Linked DNA regions of Gossypium arboreum: all the other regions are linked to region 3. A link is a contact called in public Hi-C data. All regions are on one chromosome and are shown on one strand. Each heading gives the region's core, a stretch centred on a gene start, on an enhancer-like site or on the middle of the called end of the contact. The rest is flanking DNA. Distances are from core to core; before and after follow the strand shown. Region 1 holds the start of LOC108466772 (ethylene-responsive transcription factor TINY). Region 2 holds the start of LOC108467037 (probable inactive ATP-dependent zinc metalloprotease FTSHI 2, chloroplastic). Region 3 holds the start of LOC108466530.

The links. Hi-C and Micro-C count contacts between places; a contact is called where the count stands out from the background.
Region 1: a contact with region 3 is called in a Hi-C map of leaf, with 2.3 times the contacts expected there. The contact joins the promoter of LOC108466772 here to the promoter of LOC108466530 in region 3.
Region 2: a Hi-C map of leaf shows a contact between it and region 3, with 5 times the contacts expected there. The contact joins the promoter of LOC108467037 here to the promoter of LOC108466530 in region 3. A contact is called at or near these places in 2 of 5 Hi-C or Micro-C datasets (both in leaf).

What each region holds. Positions count from the first base shown.
Region 1 is chr2:26,071,295-26,074,478 of ASM2569848v2, forward strand. It overlaps LOC108466772 (ethylene-responsive transcription factor TINY), which reads left to right and starts at 1,517. Exons shown (of 1, transcript XM_017767139.2): 1 at 1,517-2,588. The coding sequence starts at 1,712. The coding sequence ends at 2,395.
Region 2 is chr2:26,242,158-26,245,459 of ASM2569848v2, forward strand. LOC108467037 (probable inactive ATP-dependent zinc metalloprotease FTSHI 2, chloroplastic) reads right to left here and starts at 1,305. Exons shown (of 12, transcript XR_008277508.1): 1 at 1-1,305.
Region 3 is chr2:25,742,416-25,745,959 of ASM2569848v2, forward strand. LOC108466530 reads right to left here and starts at 1,330. Exons shown (of 9, transcript XM_017766893.2): 1 at 995-1,330; 2 at 408-484; 3 at 1-156. The coding sequence starts at 1,207.

The sequences.
Region 1 (3,184 bases), core at 267-2,766, 330 kb after region 3:
TAATTTTTATATTTTATTTTTAAAAATATAATTTTTTATTTTTTATATTTTAAAATTTAAGTTCAACTGTTAATTATGTTAAAATATTTTTATTAATTTTTATATGACATTTTAAAATTAAAAAAAACTTAATTTGTAACTATAGAATTAAAAATGACATTGTAATGATTTAGCAATAATAATATTAATAATTAGAATTGAATTTTGAAATTTAAAAATAAAGAGATTAAATTTTTGAAAATAAACGTTAAATCATCAAAATTTAAAAAATAAAGAGGATTATGATATATTTTAATAATAAATTTGTTACCAAAATTTTGAAATGTACTAACAAAACGGTATAATATATATAAAAAATCAATTACACAAGTTGAACCTCATTTTATTACTATTTTGGCCATTAGAATCATAAAGAGTGGGGATCTGGTCTCAAGTTTTACCTTTTAGATCCTTTAATTTAAACCAAGTGGTAAATTAATTCAATTACTTACGAAATTAACATACTTACAACTTGTTGAGCATTAAGCAAAGAAAAGCATGTAAAAATGGCGATATGACGTTGGTTTGAATTGGACAAAAGGAAGACCGAAAGGGTAAAAGGAAGTGAAGGAGGTTTGTGTGAGACGTGGACCTGTAATGATGGGAAAGGCAAACAAAAACATGTGTTTTCCATTCAAACCTTGCAAGGGACACTTGTTTGTATATGTATCGTAATGGCTAATGTGGGTGAGAGCTGACCCATTCTCCATTGGACCCACTTCTTCCCCATCTTCCACTCTCCTTTATTTTACCATTTTCTTCTTGGATTAATACGTAATTTCACTCATCAAATATATATATATATATATATATATATGCTCTAAAGATCGATGTTAAAGAAAATTTCAAAATATTAAATTAATATCAATAGGATATAATTAATCAAATAAGTATCGAAGTCAAACGATGTTTCTTACATATAATATTCACTATCAAAACCAATTATTACCATGAATAGAATAATTAATTCCAACAAACCAAAATATGGTTATTTATATTATTATCTCTATTATTATTTAATTACCAATTTAATTTCAACAATTATAAAAATATTTATTTATAATTAAAATAAATTATATTATTGAAAGTATTTTAAATTTTTATTTTAATAAACTAATAAAAATATACTAATAGCGAGGTTTGAATATAAATCAATTATATTAGTAAAATCTTTAATTTATTATTTAACTAAAGTTTTTTTTATTTTAATGCTGTTGTACATTTGAATTTTATTGTACACACTTTATTATTTTACATTTCAATTATTTAGTTTTAAACATATATTTTATTATTTTTTGTATGTTACTTTCATACAAACATCTATTTTTAAATTTATAATTTCTACGCATATATTTTTTATTTTTACATATATACGCGTGCGATAAAATTTTAATATTTAATCCGCAGGTCAATTTTGTACAAATGTACCAACTATAAATTTATATAGTGCAAAATATGAATTACATATTTACCCTTTACAAATCTTAAAATTTTCTTGCACATTGTTTGCAAGTTCTTTTGTGATAATAAAATTAATTAATGGTAGGTTAAGGGGTCAGTTTTAAGGAGAGAGGTCCCTTCCCTGCCTCGCATTTTCTCTTTCACTCCATATAAATTCTCACTTTTGCATGTGAATCATCAAAATTTTTGGATCACTCTTTTTTTAAAACAAATGGCAGAAACAAACCTTTCTTCATCAGAATTTGAGAGCTGTAGCAGCCATAATCATAGCTCAAACTCCCCAGCTTCTTCTTCTTCTTCTTCTACTTCCAATGGTGAATCCATGGAAGATAACAGCAAAGCCAAAAGATCATCAATCAGCAAACACCCAATCTACAGAGGGGTGAGAATGAGGAGTTGGGGCAAATGGGTGTCCGAAATCCGTGAGCCCCGCAAGAAATCCCGCATTTGGCTCGGCACTTTCGCTACCCCAGAAATGGCAGCGCGCGCTCATGATGTAGCAGCATTAAGCATCAAAGGTGACTCCGCGATTCTCAATTTCCCTCACCTTGCAATTTTGCTTCCTCGACCAGTTTCATTAATGCCTCGCGACGTTCAAGTCGCCGCCGCTAAAGCTGCATCCATGGTCAATTTCAATACTTTACCTTCATCATCATCATATTTGTTTGAGCCCAATGCCTCGGAACAAGCTGAAGAACTGAGCGAAATTGTTCAGTTACCCAATATAGAATGCAGTTTCCAGTCGTTATTTGACTCACAAGGCGATTTTGTACCTGTTGACTCGGTTGATGGGTGGGTTTATCCTCCACAAGATTTATATGGAGGGTTTTGTGATCAGGTATGGAGTTGTGAGAATTTAATTCCTGCCAACTTTGAGCCTTCACTGTGGGAATAATTTGGTGCTTTTTATTTTTAGTTTTTTTTTTCAAATTTTCCTTCCTGTAATTTTATGGGGATTTAAGAATTTGTTTGCCTTTTTTTGCTAACATGTGACTTGCCACTTTTTTTTTGTAATATAATTCTATTTTGATAGAGATGTGTATTGTTCCATTGTGAATTGTAATAGCAAATGACTTGCGTTGTTAAAATTTTTAAACTTGAATAATTCCTTCACCTATTTTTCCTTAAAAATTAGTTTGTTTCTTTTAATTTTCCCCAACGAAGTTATTCTGTTTCCTTTATATTTAAAAGATAAATAAGTTAATCAATATCTTGGAAAATAATGTGTTGCTAAGATTTTAACTGTAATAGCAATAAAGTTCCTCTGTTTATTTGATTGACTTTGTATTATAAATTATTAGGGTATCAATTTAATTAAAAATAATTAAAAATTTCACTGGTAATAAAAATATTTTCAAATTTATTAAACTACACCAAGATAATTTTTAATAAATACATAGAGTTTTGATGAATCTTATTTTATAAAAAAAAAAAAAAAGAGCAGTGGGTTTGATGACAAGTATAGATGGACATGATGTGAAACAAGTGAAGATATGCATGTTGAAATGGGATATTTTTGTAATAAACAGTTTATGGTTGAGCAGGATTTCCATTGTCAAAAAAGCCACCACTTTTCTTTAAAGAAATATGGCCAACGTGAATTGGTTGTTGGAATTCATGTCAACTTTTTCTCTTAACGGTAAAGCATTATCGACCTTAGGGGAAGATGATTAAGAATATTTGC
Region 2 (3,302 bases), core at 55-2,554, 500 kb after region 3:
TTCCAGTTCCCTCTCCAACTCCCTCATCTTTTTTCTCTCTTCTGCCTCTGCCTTCTCAATCTTCAACCTATCCTCGTAATCCTTCTTCTGCTTTCTGTAACTAAGCACCACTGTCCTATAAAATATCACAAAGAACACCAATCCAAGCGCAGTTGCAACATTTGAATCCTGAGCTAAACTGGCCCACATATTTGCCATACTTTGATAATTCCTTCTAGCATCACGCAATGACTCCTCATACTTCCTCTTCCTAATCTCTCGCTTCTTTCTCCTCTCATCCTCCTTCTTCTGCGCCTTCATAATCTTTTCAATCATCTCTCTCTCTTCCCTCATTCTCGCCAACTCCTCCTTTTTTTGCCTCTTAAACTCCTCTCTTTGTCTCCTAATTTCCAGCGCCCTTTTGGACTCCTTCTTCGGCTTAAACCACGACAACATAAATGCAGGCACCCTCCATAAAAATCCCAAATAAGGAGAAGGCACCTCAGGCCTCTTAATTGGAGGTGTATATGCATTAACACACAAAGATTCAATCTTTAACTCATCCCATGAATCCCAAAACTTCCTATCACTATCTATTGAAGGCAAAACAGTTCTTAACACCCTAGAATCTTCTAAAACTACTAAAACTGGCTCTGCCCTTTGCTTCAAACTAGCACTAGGCGGCTTAATTAAATGTTTAAGCTTTCCCTCATGTTTCAAACTGAGAATTTCAGTATATGGAATCCGGTTGGTTACAACTGGAAGATTTTTCGACCATTGTTTTATCTGCTCAGGGGTCAAAGCTTCTTGAGTTTTTTTCTGAGTTTTTTTCCTATCAGATACTTTAACTGCAGCAAGAGAACTTTGTTGTGGAAATGAAGTGGAGATTATAGTAAGAGTAATGGGTAAAGCAACAAAATTGAAATGGGTTTTCTTGGTTTTATCATCATCATCGGAACTATTGCTCTTAGAGCTATAAATTTGACAAGAAATTGAAGGGTAAGAGCTGAAGAAAAATGGGTTTTGAGGTTTGGGTTTTAAAGATGGAAGCTTTGGGTACAATGAAGAACCAAAAGAGAAATGATAAGCCATGAAAAAACAATGAAGAAAAAAAAATGTGAAGAGAATTATGAGTGAAAATGAACAGAAAAGAATTTCACTATGTTAAGAGATCGAAAGAGATAGACTTACGTAGTGAAACGAAACTGAGACATTGTAGTTAAGGTTATTGAACATTCGATTTAGTCGAATAGGAAGCCTAAGACACAGCATTTTATTCTTTTCTTCTTTCTCTTCAAACCTCTCCCGGATAAAAAACTGCGTCCCCGACCAACAAGAATATTAAACCTTAGTGTTAAACGACGCCGGTTAACATCTATAACAAACCCGCATTAATATTTTGGGTAAAGTACAAGAATAATCACCTAACTATGCACTTCATTTTATTTTGGTCACCCAACTATTAATTTTTTGATTTAGTCACTCAACGTTTTGAAATTAAATATTTTAGTTACTCTCCTTTTAGTTGTTGTTAGTTGTGGGCTGGAAAGCTAATGTGAGCTCTTTTTTTATTAACCTAATAACAAATTTAGTCCTTTCAATGTTTACAAATTTTATCAATTTGATCCTAAATAAAAAAAATATAACAATTTCTACAAAGAAACAATTGGATTCTTTCTCACTCTCAACAATATACACTTTCTAACCCTCTTTTCAACCACCATACCTGATGCATCACCATCTTCAACTCACCTTCACCATATTAATTTCATCTACTCTCAAACCTAACAAACACTAAAGCTTCTATCATCAAACCATTTTTCCTTCAGCCCAAAACTAGTTAAACAACCACAAACATCACGAACTCACCATCTTACCCGTTTGCACGATGCTATCACCATCACCATTTTCCCCTCAAGTCCTACACACCACTCCCACCAACCATTTACTCGAGACCCGCCATATGCTAAGTCTCAACCACCTCTCTTTTAACCCTAACCCAAAAGCAACCCCAAAATACTTTAAAATCCTAGCATACACAACACCCTTAATACTTGATAGTCATAAAAACAACCAATAAACCAACAACCATTAAGATCTTTACTTTAGAGAGGAAAATTTAGCACCATATGCAAAAGAAGAAACAAACCAAAAGATTTAGGAAAAAAAAAGTGAATTGAAAAAAAAAACAAAAAGAACTCATATTGACTTGGCTTGGCTTAGTTTGGTTTAAGTGGTTCGGGTTCAACTCTTAGTGATCCCAACAGAAAAAAAGTTAATTGTTGACCAAAGGAGTAAAAGGAGGCCGAAACAATAGTGGATAAAGAAGACAATCTAAATAGTGGTGCAACTATTAGAGAAGTAGCAACGATTGGTGGTTGTGGCACAACATTGGACAATCAAAGGTTTTGAAAAAAAAAAGAAAGAAAAGAAGAGAGAAAAAAGTAGAGGAAGTGAAAGAGTAAATAGAGAGGAGTGTCAATGGTGCTAGATGCTGATAAAGGTGAGTTGAATATGGTGATGCATCGTGTATGGTGGTTGATGAGAGGGTTGATAGGTGTCTTGCCGATAGTGAGAGAGGGATCAATTGTTTCTTGATAGAACTTTTTAGATTTAGGATCAAATTGATAAAATGTGTAATCATTAGAGGGCCAAATTTGTTATTAAGGCAATAAAAAGGTCAACATCAGCTTTTTGTCCCATAGCTAATAGCAACTAACGAGAAAGTGACTAAAATATTTAATTTCAGAAAATTGAGTGACTAAATAAAATAATAATAATACTTGGGTGACCAAAAGAGAACTAAGTGCATAGTTAGTGTCTATTATTGTAATTTACCTTAATATTTTTGTTTACGACTATATGTATAGTGAAACTAAGGTATCTATGATATTTGTCCCAATAATGTCATTTCAAAGTTTGAATCTAAATTCTCTTTATGAGATTATAATGAACCTTACTATCAGGGCGGTCTTCCCCTTGGAATTTTTAGATATTTTAACTTTATATATAAACTATCATGTATTTTAGATTTGGTGTCCACATTGTATAACATTCGCCCCCTTAAGTCATAAGGTTATACTTTATATTAACAAAGTATTTTTCAGTTTTTAATTATATAACTTTAATAATAATAAAATATTAATGTATGATGGGTCTTGAAATACTAAACTTAGAGGTCCAATATGGACTTTAAAGCCAAATTCCAAAATTAATTGATTTGGCCTATACCTACATATAATAGGTTAGCAACTTTCTTGTATTTTGATTTGTATATCTTGCTAAGGAATTATCTTCCTCTAGTAAGGTACCGACATTGCCAA
Region 3 (3,544 bases), core at 80-2,579:
CGACGCTCTGTTAGCGAAAGGCGTTCGCAGGTGATGCAGTATCCATGAGAGATGAGCAAAAAGGAAACGAATGAAACTGTCTGAAAGAGCACTCCAGTTACATACACCCCGAAAGACATCCACAGTGAACATAGCTGAAGATAAAAGCATGAGTACCTGCAAGAATGGTCCCTTTGAAATCCGAAAAATAACTTTTTTCACAAAATAAATAATGCAGTGGTTTCCTACTTGATAAGAACTACGGCCATGTCGAGCAAATAAATATAATTAACTTACTCTTTTTATGGAAACTTTCCATTGCCTCCACTATATCAGATGTTCATGTCATCTCTTTACATGAATTCTCATTTCTAACTATTTAGACTCAAAGATAAACTAACCAAGTGTTATGCAAAATCAAAACTTACCAAAAAAGGAAGGATAGAGTGAGTTGCAAGGCTTTAATCAAGGGCACAGATGCAAGAGTCCATTGTAAATTATTTATCTGTTCAAGTGTGATAATAAGAAAACAATTCATAAGAAAATCCAACAATTTGTCATTATTTGGTATCAAAATAGAAAATGAAAGACACAAAGGTTCCATTAAATGGCTTAACCTCATAGAAAACAACAACATAACATACTTGGAATTGGAAGGAACCTCCAAAGTTCAAAACCAATTGATTAAACTTTTAACTTTATATTTGGAAATAACTCAAAATTGAAATATTTACTGACTGCTTTCTTCTTTCATGCCGTACTTGTATCTAAATCATAAGAAAGAAAAATGATCGTAATTAAATCAAAAACTAAACCCAGATTTTTTATAGGAAATAAAAATGAAAAAGAAAAAAGAGAAAGAAATAAGGTTCCTGTAAAGGAGTCAACTTGATTGAATCACTTACTAGTTTTCATTATCCATCAAATTCTGAGATAAGAAAATAAAATTCTAACCCCCCCAACCCCCGGCGCCAAAAAAAAAAGTTGAAAAATACGAAAGAAAAAAGAAAAAAACCTGGAAATGGCGGTTTTTGTAAGTGTTGAAAGTCCAAGAACAAGCGGAGAAGAACCAGATGAAAAGGAAAGACAAGTAAAGAGCAGGCAAAGGTCGATAGGAGTCGTCAAGTACGGCATGATTGGACTCACCCATATCTGAGACGTTCATGATTGAAGGAAAAGGGAAAGGTTGGATGGGTATTTGGTAGTTTGGGTTGTGTTTCATTAACATCGATAGTTTTGAGTTTTACAATGTCGTTGCTTTGCTGCCTGCCCGCCTTTGTCCTTTGCCCTCTTTCCAACTTTGGGTTTTATGTCTGCTTCTTATACTAAGCTAGAATTTTGCATTTCTTTTATACATTTCCCTTTTTTCTTAGATATTTTCTAACACTCAATTCTCTTTCCTTTTTTTTTTTTTTTTTGGCTTTTGCCAAATTAATGGATTTCTTATTTACTCTTTTTTTTTTTTTAAAATTAATTAAGGATTTGTCTTCTTAAATATATATACTTAAAGAAACCAGCAATACTGAATGCGATGTTTGGAACAAAAAGACCATCAAAAGTTTTCGAAAGATAAATTAAAGATTCAAATGTTGACACAAACATTACAGATTGAATTTAATAAGAAAAATATTAAAACCTGAAAATAAAATATCATTGGCAATATATAAAAGATTTTTATATTTTTAAAATTGTTAAATGTATTCATATTTTATAGCAGCAATCAGTGTTTGTTAATTAAAAATAGGTAAGCTATTGAAAATAAAGTCGTATGAGTAGATGATAACAACTACGAAGACTTTGTTAATTATGTATATTTTAAAACTCAAAATTCGGGAAAAGGTGGAGAGGGTAGAGTTTTAAGTTTTAAGAATGTAAAGATGATGGGGCATTGTTTTTAGGAAATGAAGTTAGTGGTTACAAATGCATGTTGTTTTCATTCAACAAAACCACCTCTTTACTAGGCTACAATTAGGATGTACCAAATCATCAAAAACATTAATTTTTTAAAAAGATATATAATTTTAAAAATTTCGAAATTTAATTATGTATAAATACTATGGGTGGCTCTCAATTCAAATTAAGTAATTTCAATTTTACTTTGGTTATCATGACAAATTAGGATTATATTATACAAAATAAAATAAAATAAAATTTTAAATTCAAATTCATAATCCCAATCATAAATGAGTTTTAAGCAAAATCCTTGATATATTTCAAAATGACTCCAATTGCATCAAGCGTCTTCTTTGGTACCAACGTGGAAAGCACCATTATGATTCAATTCAACCCCCCTCTTCCCCCTTTACGCTTATAATTTATTTTAATTTATTTCCTTAATGTTTGTCCACCAAATCTTTTTCTCAGGGAATGTTCACCAAACAAGTTGATTTTGTTTAGGCGACTGACTTTGACCTTCTTCAAACTATGTAATAATAATATTGAATGGATTTTTTTAATTATAAATTAAGAAAATTGTTTATATTTGATGTATTATTTTACTGAATAAACAAAGAAGCAGCAGCAGCAGCATTAGAAGATAAAAGAACATGTGACTTGTTGAACTGATATCTTATATTTCAAGTAATCCTAATCCATTTCAGATATAAAAAAGTTGGAAAATCTTGGCATTATAAACATCATATTTTAGGGTAAAATAAAACATGAGGGGAGATTGACTTAAGAAATATTAGTGGAAGGCATGGGCACTGCATATTGGTAGGCAGCCTATTGTTTCAACCACTTTGAGAATTAGATTTGATGATAACCCACCCACCATCCACCTTTAATCAAATCAATATCAACATTTTTATTTTTGCAAGTCCTTACATATGCATTTTGGGCTTATCTCATTGGGGGGTACATAGCTAATTGCTTACCAATTTTAGTGCGGGGGAAATTGAAACTATTTTTTTAAAAATCAGATGAACCATTTAAACGACAAAACAAAACATAAAAAGGATAATTTGTATTCAAGTTATGGAATTAGTCTCATTAATTTGAATCAATTTTGTTCATATATTTCACTAGTTTGAAAATTTCAGCTCAATCGTTTATAACCTTGATTTGTTTTTGTCCTTAATTTTGGTGAAGTGGTGCTGACATTGCTGATTTGGAGAACTTGGTCAGCAAAATTCTTGTCACGTTGATGATGTGATCTTTTTTTCTCGAGTGACTTAGAGCATGAAATGTCAAATGCAAGTTCTAGTCCCTGTATTTTTATGAAAATACAAATTTAATCTCTATAATGATTTTGATTTTTTTAGTGTTAAGTTATTTGAAATCTATTTTATTGAAAGAGACAATTCTTGTAACAAAAATGAAAGCAGAAGAAAAATAAATACAAATTAATAAAGCATTGCAAAAATTGAAAAGGAAAAAAAAAAGGAGATCAAAAGAAAAGTCGCTTCCATACACCAAATCAACATCTTTCGAAACAAGCGAAACGGGGTGAAACCTAGCACCTTTCAGTCGAAGCATCAAAAGCAACAAAGTCCAAAGAGCTCATTAACAAACAATGTTAGTTCTTCAAAGAAGAAAAGCAATAAATCGGAACCCTCAATACTAT